2 separate regions of the Oryctolagus cuniculus genome follow, and region 2 is linked to region 1. A link is a contact called in public Micro-C data. All regions are on one chromosome and are shown on one strand. The core of a region is the stretch at or near the end of the contact, and the rest is flanking DNA. Distances in the headings are between cores, read along the strand shown. Region 1 holds the start of ZBTB18 (zinc finger and BTB domain containing 18). Region 2 holds the start of ADSS2 (adenylosuccinate synthase 2).

Region 1 (4,373 bases), core at 1,283-3,782:
ATCATGGGAGTCTGCTTAGGGCAACTGCAGAGGTACACAGCCCCTCCTGAGGCACCTACTTGAGGCAGGTGTTTAGACTCTTTTTTACCTTCCCTGGTTCCAACAGGTGCTGAATGAAAATAGGGACAGCAGCCTTATTCTATTTACAACTTGTAGGTTGATGGCTTTCCAGAGAGGACTCAAAGTATCACTTGTACAGTAAGTTTAGGAGACAGTCTAAAATAGAGTATCAAACACAGAAATTTCAAAGTAAAAAATAGGGCAGGGAAAATACAATCACACCAAGGACCAGGGACAAGACAGTTAAAGCCATCAAGGGACAGGCTTGCCTCCTAAAATACCCATTTCACGTCTATTTCCTGGTCAGATGATCCTAGTACAGGAGAGCGGTAACTTTTCACATATAGTGTCCTCCCAACCCTCACATCTCTGGGGCTGTTACTCTACTTTCAGGTTCAGTCCGTAAAACCTTTTGTCAGAGCTGTGGCTTTGCCCTCCATACCATACGGCTTTTTATGGATAGTATGAATTTTCTTAGGTTCTCGCGAATGTGTTGTTGAATATCCTAACACTATCTCTTAAGTTCATTCATCCAGAGATGCTTAGCTCTTACTAGGTGGGAAACAGCTTCGAGTGTGCATCTCTTCTTTTTCTATTTTCCTAAATGTGTTGGTGAAACATGCCCTCCGTTTGACATCTTGGGGGTGTGAGCGTGTGTCATCCATCAAGAACATTTATCAATTCCTCTCACCTGAAACAGGTCTGCCTGAAAGTGGGTCTTCTACCAAAAGGCTTGACAAACCTAGAGTTGAGGAAAGGTAGGGATGCAACTCCAGATTTCACGGAATGAAAAGCTCTAGCTACCACGGGGTGGCCCTGACCTCAGGGATCCAGCACCAGGGCATAGGTTGAGCCAAGGCTAGAGAGGCTCCCTGCTGTTTCTAACAGGATATTCCAACGGTATTTCAGTTCCAGGAAATTTTGTGTGTGTGTGTGTGTTTTTTTTTTTTAACTTCATTAGCAGTTGCACATGGCTGATGTGCCCACACAGCACTCTCAACTTTCCTTTGCTCATCTGACCTGGAACAAAGCGAAAGCACGTTTTGCCCGGTTGAAAGGTCCCCTGGCAAGTTGGTGAGCAACAGGCTTGCCAGTCCGGGTTCAGCTAGCCAAGAATAAACACGTTTCATTAGACAGGCACTCGCGGACTGCCTTCCTCACTTCCTCACAGCTTTCTAGTTTGAAGCCTGTTTCCCCACCACCACCTGTTAGCCAACTTTCTTTTTAAACTGTATTTCTTGCCTCAAGATTCCAATACCCCCAGGACAGAAAACTTTCTACCTTTCTTTGTGGCCACGATGAACAGAGTTTAATTGCAAACTACTGAGTGAAAGTTTATTCGGAAAAAAAAATTACAACAACAGTCTTGCCTCTTCCCTCGGTACTTTTTAAAGTTGTGGCTTGCTGCGAAACCAACTGTGCACTCAGGCTAGGGCACCTACAACGATCGACCTCACAGTAAGACTATGCGATGTGGCCACTTGGGACTGTCGCTGCTTGGGACTGCCTAAGTACACCTGGGCTCCGCGAGAATGGCAGGCGCTCTGGCCCGCCGGGAACCGGACCGCGACGGGAGGAGAACGCCGCCCAGAAAACTGCCTCTCGGCGCTGCGGCGTCCTCTGCGCCCCGCTGGGCACCGGGACGCGCGGGACTCCGCAGGGCCGAGCCCGCTCCCCTGCGACTCCTCAAAGTACGTTTGCGGTCAGCACCTTGCACTCCGAAAAGCTAGCTCCGCAACCCCAGGGTGCGCGGGGCCTCGGAGCTTGGAAACAAGCCCCTCCCACCGCAGCTGTCGCCGCCGCCTGCGGGCTCCTTTCACTTTCTCACGGCCAAGTCACCCAGAGGGGCGCCGCTGCCACCGCCGCCGCTGCGCCCGCGGACTCCGCCCCGCGCCGCTCCGCTCCCGGCCCCCGCCCAACCAGGGCCCCGCCCACCCCAACAGTTGCTGCCTGCGATTGGCACGCGCGGGCGGCAGCTCCGGCTTGCCCTTCTCATTGGCTAGATCCTCATGTCAGTCCGACGACTACCTGCCACGCCCTCCGCCCTCCTGAAAAGCCGCCCTTCTATTGGAGCAGCCGGCGGACTGGGGGCGGGCGGGGAGCACCGGTCCAGCCGCTTTCGGTCAATCGCAGAAGCCCCACGCCCGGAGGGAGGGGGCTGGGGAGGAGAGGGGCGGGCCGAGGGGGGGGAACATCTGGCCGGCGCCGCCGCGTGCGTGCGTGGTGCGTCCTCCCGCCCCCTCCCCTCCCCCGCACCGCCCCCCCGCACCGCCCCCCCCACCCCGGCCCGGCGGCTCCGCGCTCGCTCCCTCGCTCGCTCCCTCGCTGTGTCTGGCAGGCTGCGGCCGCCGCTGGGCTGCTGCCATGGGGAGCCGTTGAGAGTGGGGCCCTCTTCGCTCCGCCGCGCTCCTCCGGCTGCCAGCGGGGGTGGGTGGGAGGGAGGGAGGGGGCGGGGGGGAGCGGGCGACGGAGCCGGGATTGGGGGGTGGGGGGGCCGGGAGGGAGGGGGGCAAGAGGAGGAGGAAGCCCACCAAGTCCGGCGGCGGCGGCGGCGGCGGCCGGGAGGAGGCGGAGGACGCGGCGGCGGCGGCGGGGACGCGGTGACTTAGGGCCGCTCCGTGTGAGTCCCGGCGCCGGCTCCCGGCCCCTGACCCGGCGCCCCCTCCGCGCCCCGGCCCCGCTGGCGGGCGGGGGGCGCCAGCTGTGCGGCCCTCGCCGGCTGGGCAGGGCAGTGCGGGCGGAGGGCGGGCCGGGCCGGGGGCGCCCCCCGCCAGCGGAGTTAGTTTGTGTGGTTGGAGCTGTTGGGGCGGCGGGGGGCGGCGCAGCTGCGGGAGGCTTGGGCGCGGGGACGGGGCCGCCGCAGCTGCGGGGTCGGGCGGGGTGCGGACTCGCAGGCTCCGTGCCGCGCCACCCACCCCCCCTCACCACCACCACCACCACCACCCCCACCACCCAGCCCGGGCCGGTGCAGCTGCGGCGCGGGGCGGGCTCCCGGCCGGTGCAGCTGCGGTGGCGCCTCTCGGGTGCGGAGGGCGGCGGGCTGGGGGAGGGGGCTTGGGAGCCGCCGCAGCTGCAGTGGCGCCCGGGACGGCCGCGGCTCCGGGGACCGGTGCAGCTGCAGTGGCGCCCGGGGGGAGGGGGCGGCGGGGAAGGCCCCCCCTCCCCACTCCCCGCGCGCCCCAGGCTGGTGCAGTTGCCTGGAGGCCCCGGGGGCTCGCGCGCCGCGGCGTCGGGGCAGCGCTGGCAACCACCTCCTCCCCCGGCTGCTTCTTACGACTTTTCTTTTGTTGTTGCCGTGACCCGGGTCTGTTTTCTCGGCTGTTGTTTAAGGTGTTTTCCTGCTGCACCGGCTCTACGCCCTCCACCTCCTCCTTCCCTGTGGTTTTTAACCTTCCTCTTTCCCCGAGCGTCTTAATGCACGGCGGACTACGTCGAGATTTGCATTTCTCCCCAACCCCCTCCACTCCCAAACTCAACACCCCAGCCCCCTCTCCTTTGACAAACTCTTCCCCCCACCCACCCACCGCCCCAGCCTCACAAAACGTCTGTGGGTCCGCCGCGAGAAGGGAAGGGGTTGATTTGTGGAGTGGGAGCCGCTGGCCCAGTGCGGTGCTCGGGGCTCGTTAAAGTGTCACTCGGCCCCCACCCCGCTGGGAAAGTGGGGTGATTAATGCCCGATGTATCGGAGCGGGGCCGAGGGTGTTTGTCGGAGCAGAGGCCGCGTGGCTGCGGAGGGAATTTGTCTCCGAGGAGTGTGTCGTGAACTAGGCGTTCGTCATTATGTCATTCACCGCGAAGTTGGACAAAGTTAGGTGACTTTGGGAGAGCGAGACAGGACGGAGGAGTCGGGTTTTTGTTACTCTTTAACTTGTGGGGAGCGCCGAGCGGGTGTCCCCGGGGCTGGGCCGCCTGCGCCTCGGGCCCCAGCTCCTGTGCTGCTCCTCACCCTCCCACGAGGCCGTGGAGATGGCGTAGCACCTTGCAGGGCACCGGTCAGCCCGGCCCGGGTTACAGTACAGTTTCATCAGCCGTTTGCCAAGACCCACTGCAGCCAAAAAGTTCCCAAACTTACTAGACCTGCCTCTCCGCGCCCCCCACTGCACCCCCACGATTTTCTTGTGATCATGAACATCACAGAGTGACCCAAAAAGAGAGAGAGATAGTTATGGGCCGCAGATCAAGGGGGAAGACAAGGTTCTGCCTTTTCGGAGCAGAAAGATCAGATAGGCAGGTGCAGCATTCATTTTCAGTGATCGGTGGCCAGTGCTCTCCGTTTGTTAACGCGTCTCACTGAACTGCAGTACTTTCCAGGA
Region 2 (4,533 bases), core at 1,993-4,492, 360 kb after region 1:
TCCTAGCTCCTGTCTTTGGACTAACCCAGCCGCAGTTGTTGTGGGCATCTGGGAAGTGAATCAGCAGGTGGAAGCTCTCTCGCTCTCTCTCTCTCTGCCTTTCAAATAAAAATAAACATAATTTTTACAAAGCACTGCACAGCAGGTTAAGCCATGGCCTGCAGCACCAGCATCCCATATAGACCCAGGTTCGAGTCCCGGCTACTCCACTTCAGATCCAGCTCCCTGCTAATGCCCCTGGGAAAACAGCAGAAGATGGCCCAAGAGCTTGGGTCCCTGGAGAGACCCAGATGAATCTCCTGGCTGCTGGCTTCAGCTTTGCCCAGCCCTGGTCATTGTGGCCATTTGGGGAGTGAACCAGTGGATAGATGATCTGTCTCTCCTCTCTCTTCGTAACTCTGCTTTTCAAATACATAAAATAAATCTTTTTTTGTAAAAAAGCACTGCAATAATATAAAGATAATATAAGGAAATAATTAAATCAAAAGTTTGAAGGTGAGCAAAGTTTACTACCAAGTCTGATCATTTTTTTCTCCACTGTTAGATAACATTTTATTTTATTCTTACTTATTTGAAAGGCAGAGAGACACAGAAACAAAGAGAGATCTCCCATCCACAGGTATGCACAATAGCCTGCAACAGCCAAGGCTGGGCCAGGTTCAAGCTGAAAGCCAGAAACTCAACCCAGGTCTTTCACATGGCGGCAGTGACTCAACTATTTGAATCACCTGGCACCCACAAGATGTTCATTAGCAAGCAGCTGTAACCTGGAGTCGTGTTAGGACTGGAACCCAGGCACTCTGACGTCCCACACAGCATCTCATGCACTACGGCCAACACCTGGCCATTAGCTAGCATAGTAACGCTAAACTTGGTTCCTTCTCAGTTAATCAGTCTTCCCGGGGCATCAGAATAGCGTGGTCTGTAACTCCTCAACACTACTTTGATAATAGACACCTTCTCCAAACTACAAACTAATTCTTGTAGTTTTCAAAGGAATTGAATCTTTTTTTTAAATTATTTATTTTGAAAGGCGGAGTTACAGAAAGGTAGGAAGACACATACACACACACACAGAGAGAGAGAGAGAGAGAGAGAGAGAGAGATTTTCCATCTGCTGGTTCTCTCCTTAGAAGCTGTAACCCCAGTGCTGAGCCAGGCTGAAGCCAGGAACTAGGGGCTTCATCTGGGTTTCCCATGTGGGTGCAGGAGCCCAAACACTTGGGCCATCTTCTACTGCTTTCCTAGGCCCATTAGCAGAGAGCTGGATGGGAAGAGGAGCAGCCAAGACTCAAACTGGTGCCCATATGGGACCGCGTTGATGCAGGCAGCAACTCTGCCTGCTGCACCACAGTGCCGGCCCTCCTAATTCTTTTAGAATAAATGCTACAGTGGTTACATTTCCCCAAACCTTAGAGCCCTTAACTGAGCCCTACATGAATGCTACCATCTAGGTGAAGGAGATGACAGAGAGGAAACAAAGAGACCTCAGGTTCCTCTGAATAAGTCTTTCACCACAGCATGGTCAGATCTGATTTGAAGACAAAAGGGGCAGCAGCATGGCAGGAATTCAGGGCAACACCTCTGGGGGTGCCCAAGTGTGGAGGTAGAACAAGTGTGTTGCCAGAGGGGCAGAGGAAACAAGGCTGAAAGGGAGGGAGGCTTATCCACTCGGTGCAACAGCCATCCTAGCCAGGAAACCTGCAGAGGAGATTTCTACAAGCAGGACAATCAAGTTGGGGGAGGCAGAGCTTGCTTCTGTTTCGCTTTGCACACTCTGTGACTTGCTTGTTTCTGCACGTTCAAATGGTGTTCGATTCCAGGTAAAGGTTCCCATCCCGCCGCCCTCCGGACTTGTTTCCTCACCTGCAGCACCATCTCCTCCTAGTGTGCCAGGAATATTCTACAAGAAAAACGAGTGCAACCTACAAAGGCTATAGTTAATTCCAAAGATTACATTTGGTTTCAGAAAAGGATTTCTCATCGATTTCTGATTTTGAAATTGGGGCTGGTTAACTGAGGGCCTTTCCAAAGGTCTAGCCACCAGGCTGCTTCAAGAGGAACGACAAATAGGAAGAAAACTTAACGCTGAAAACCACGTGTCTCCCGGTAGGAAGTGCATTACCACTCGGTTTCCCTGAAGGGAACTTTCGATGTGACTGTGACACTGTAAACAGTTCCAAATGCCCGATGTGACATCCATGTATTTCCTTGCCTCACTTTGTAACAGAGCGGGGATTCCCTTCTTCTGGGAACACAGAGTAAAGAATCTCTCCTGCAAACGTAAACAAAACCCCACAGGGCCCTTTAACAGTCCAAAGCCCAGAAGGTGGGTTCTGATGTCAACAAAGTAGACCTGAGAAGGCAGCACTCGGCACTGCCGGGGCCTGCAGGTGGGGCAACGGTGAGTCTGGATTTCAGGGCATTTTGGAAAAAATCCACTCCCACTTGGCCGCCCTGGATGGGTGGGTGATGGGCAGGTTCTGCGGCCGCGCCTGGTTCCCGCCCCGTCCCCGCCCGGAGTCGGGAGCAGGCCTCGGGCGGTAGCTCCTCAAACTCCGACCGCATCCCACCCCGCGCCCGGCCCCAGTCTCCGAACCGGGCACCGGTCCCCACACCGAAATCTGCAACTCCCAGGCACCGCGCGTCTATCGAAGATCCCCCGTCAGCCGCATTGTCCTCCAGAGCCACCCAGAGCTTCACCCGAGACTCCAGGTTGGGGGGGGGGGGGGTCCCTGACCTCCCGCCATTTCTGCTTGTCGCCGCAGCTCACAGCAAGAGCAGAGAACCTCAAGGTGACACCTCCTTTTTGGCCGGCAGATCTGGGTTCTGGGCCCGAGTTCCCGGGCACCAGAAGCCCAGCGGCCAGGAAGCCGCGGCTCCCGGGCCCGGCTTCGCGGTCAGAGCCGCGCCGCCTTACCTGGCAGCGGCACACGATGTCGGCGTCCTGCGCCAGCAGATCCACCACCTTCCCTTTGCCTTCGTCACCCCACTGCGCGCCGAGCACCACCGTCACCCGATTGCCTCCCGGCTGCGCCCTGGGCCGGCCGCAGTCGCCGTTGGGCAGGGAGGATGCTGCCGGGTTGGTCTCGGCGAACGCCATGGCTCCGCTGAGGCGGCGAGGACAGCCCGAAGGGGACGCGGCCAACGAGGAGTGCGCGAACTAAACCGCTCTGCGGCCGCCAGCCACATGCGGAGGAAGAAGGAGCCAGAGGCCGGCCCCGCCCCCGCCCCCGCCCCGCCGGGCCGCCACCCTCCAGCCAGGCCCCGCCCCGCTCTCCGCCGCGGCCCGCTCACGGGGCGACCACGACTGCCCCGCGCAGGCCAACCTCGGCAGCACCACCCGCACAACAAGCCCGCCACCCCGGGGCCGAGGCCGCGCCCCTTCCGCGGCCAGGCGCGCCACTCCAGCGCGGACCCCGCGAGCGGAAGGGGCAGGGGCGGGGCTTCAGTCGCGCTTCACCTCCAACGCCCCGCCCACTCCCCCGTCCTCCCGCTTTCAAACTTCAGAGGCGCGGAGGTGCGTCGGACTACAGCTCCCGGCATGCAGCGCTCTGGGCTGCGGCGCCGTAGTCCCGTGCCCCGGTGTCCCGGTGTCTGCCATCTGCCGGTTTCCGTCTCTGGAAACGTTCGTTTTTGTTTTAAAAGATTGATTTCTATTAAGGGCTGAGATACTGTACATAGAATGAAAAAGGTGCGATTTTAAAATGCAAACAAGAAATGAGAACGTGTACCTTCAGGGATGGAAAGTAAAATTCCACAGTAAGAGCAGAGATGGAGGCACAGGTCAAAAAGGGCAAACTCAAAAGTAAGGCACAGGATATTAGCTCAGGAAATCTAGAGATCAAGTAGAGCCCTTACCCTTCTTATGCTACACGTTAGTGATAAAGGCTCAGGCTCCGAGAGGAAGGAATTATCTGTTAATTATGTACAGATGAGAGTACACCAGTAAGGTCATAGAAAAATGGAGGTAAAGCGCTAGTTTATGATGGCGCAAAAAATTTTGAAATCCTTGCATAGTTTTTTCATAACACATTTTCCACGAGCTTCTTCAAGTGCTCCTGTACTATGATGAAATTCTGAATTCCTCACAACCTTGCAGATACGGTAGGTGATACTATCTTATCCTTATTTTGCAGGATGAAAGCGAGGTCGCTAGGTAGGCATTTGGAGCAGCAGTAAAGATGCTGTTTGCGATGCCCACATTCCATATCTGAGTGCCTGGCTTAGCTTCCCAGCCCGCCTCACTGCTAACGTGGTTCCTGGAAGGCAGCAAGTGATGGTGCAGGTGCTTGTGCTAGCGCCCATGTGACAGACCTGCGTTGAGTGCCAGGGTGCTGGTTTCAGCCTGCTGCAGCCCCAGATATTGTAGGTATTTGAGGAATAAACCACTAGAGGAAATTCTCTCTCTCTCTCTCTCTCTCTCTCTCCTCCCCCTGCCTCCCTCCCTTTCAACTTTCCAAATAAATAATTTTTGTTTTGTTTTGTTTTCAAGTCAATGTGTTTTTAATTAAAAAATGGAGCTGTTGCACA

Evidence for each region. Hi-C and Micro-C count contacts between places; a contact is called where the count stands out from the background.
Region 2: a Micro-C map of ear pinna shows a contact between it and region 1, with 10 times the contacts expected there. The contact joins the promoter of ADSS2 here to the promoter of ZBTB18 in region 1. A contact is called at or near these places in 2 of 6 Hi-C or Micro-C datasets (ear pinna and an unstated tissue).

What each region holds. Positions count from the first base shown.
Region 1 is chr13:64,057,674-64,062,046 of mOryCun1.1, forward strand. ZBTB18 (zinc finger and BTB domain containing 18) reads left to right here and starts at 2,533. Exons shown (of 4, transcript XM_051821490.2): 1 at 2,533-2,680.
Region 2 is chr13:64,415,901-64,420,433 of mOryCun1.1, forward strand. ADSS2 (adenylosuccinate synthase 2) reads right to left here and starts at 3,243. Exons shown (of 13, transcript XM_070055619.1): 1 at 2,921-3,243. The coding sequence starts at 3,103.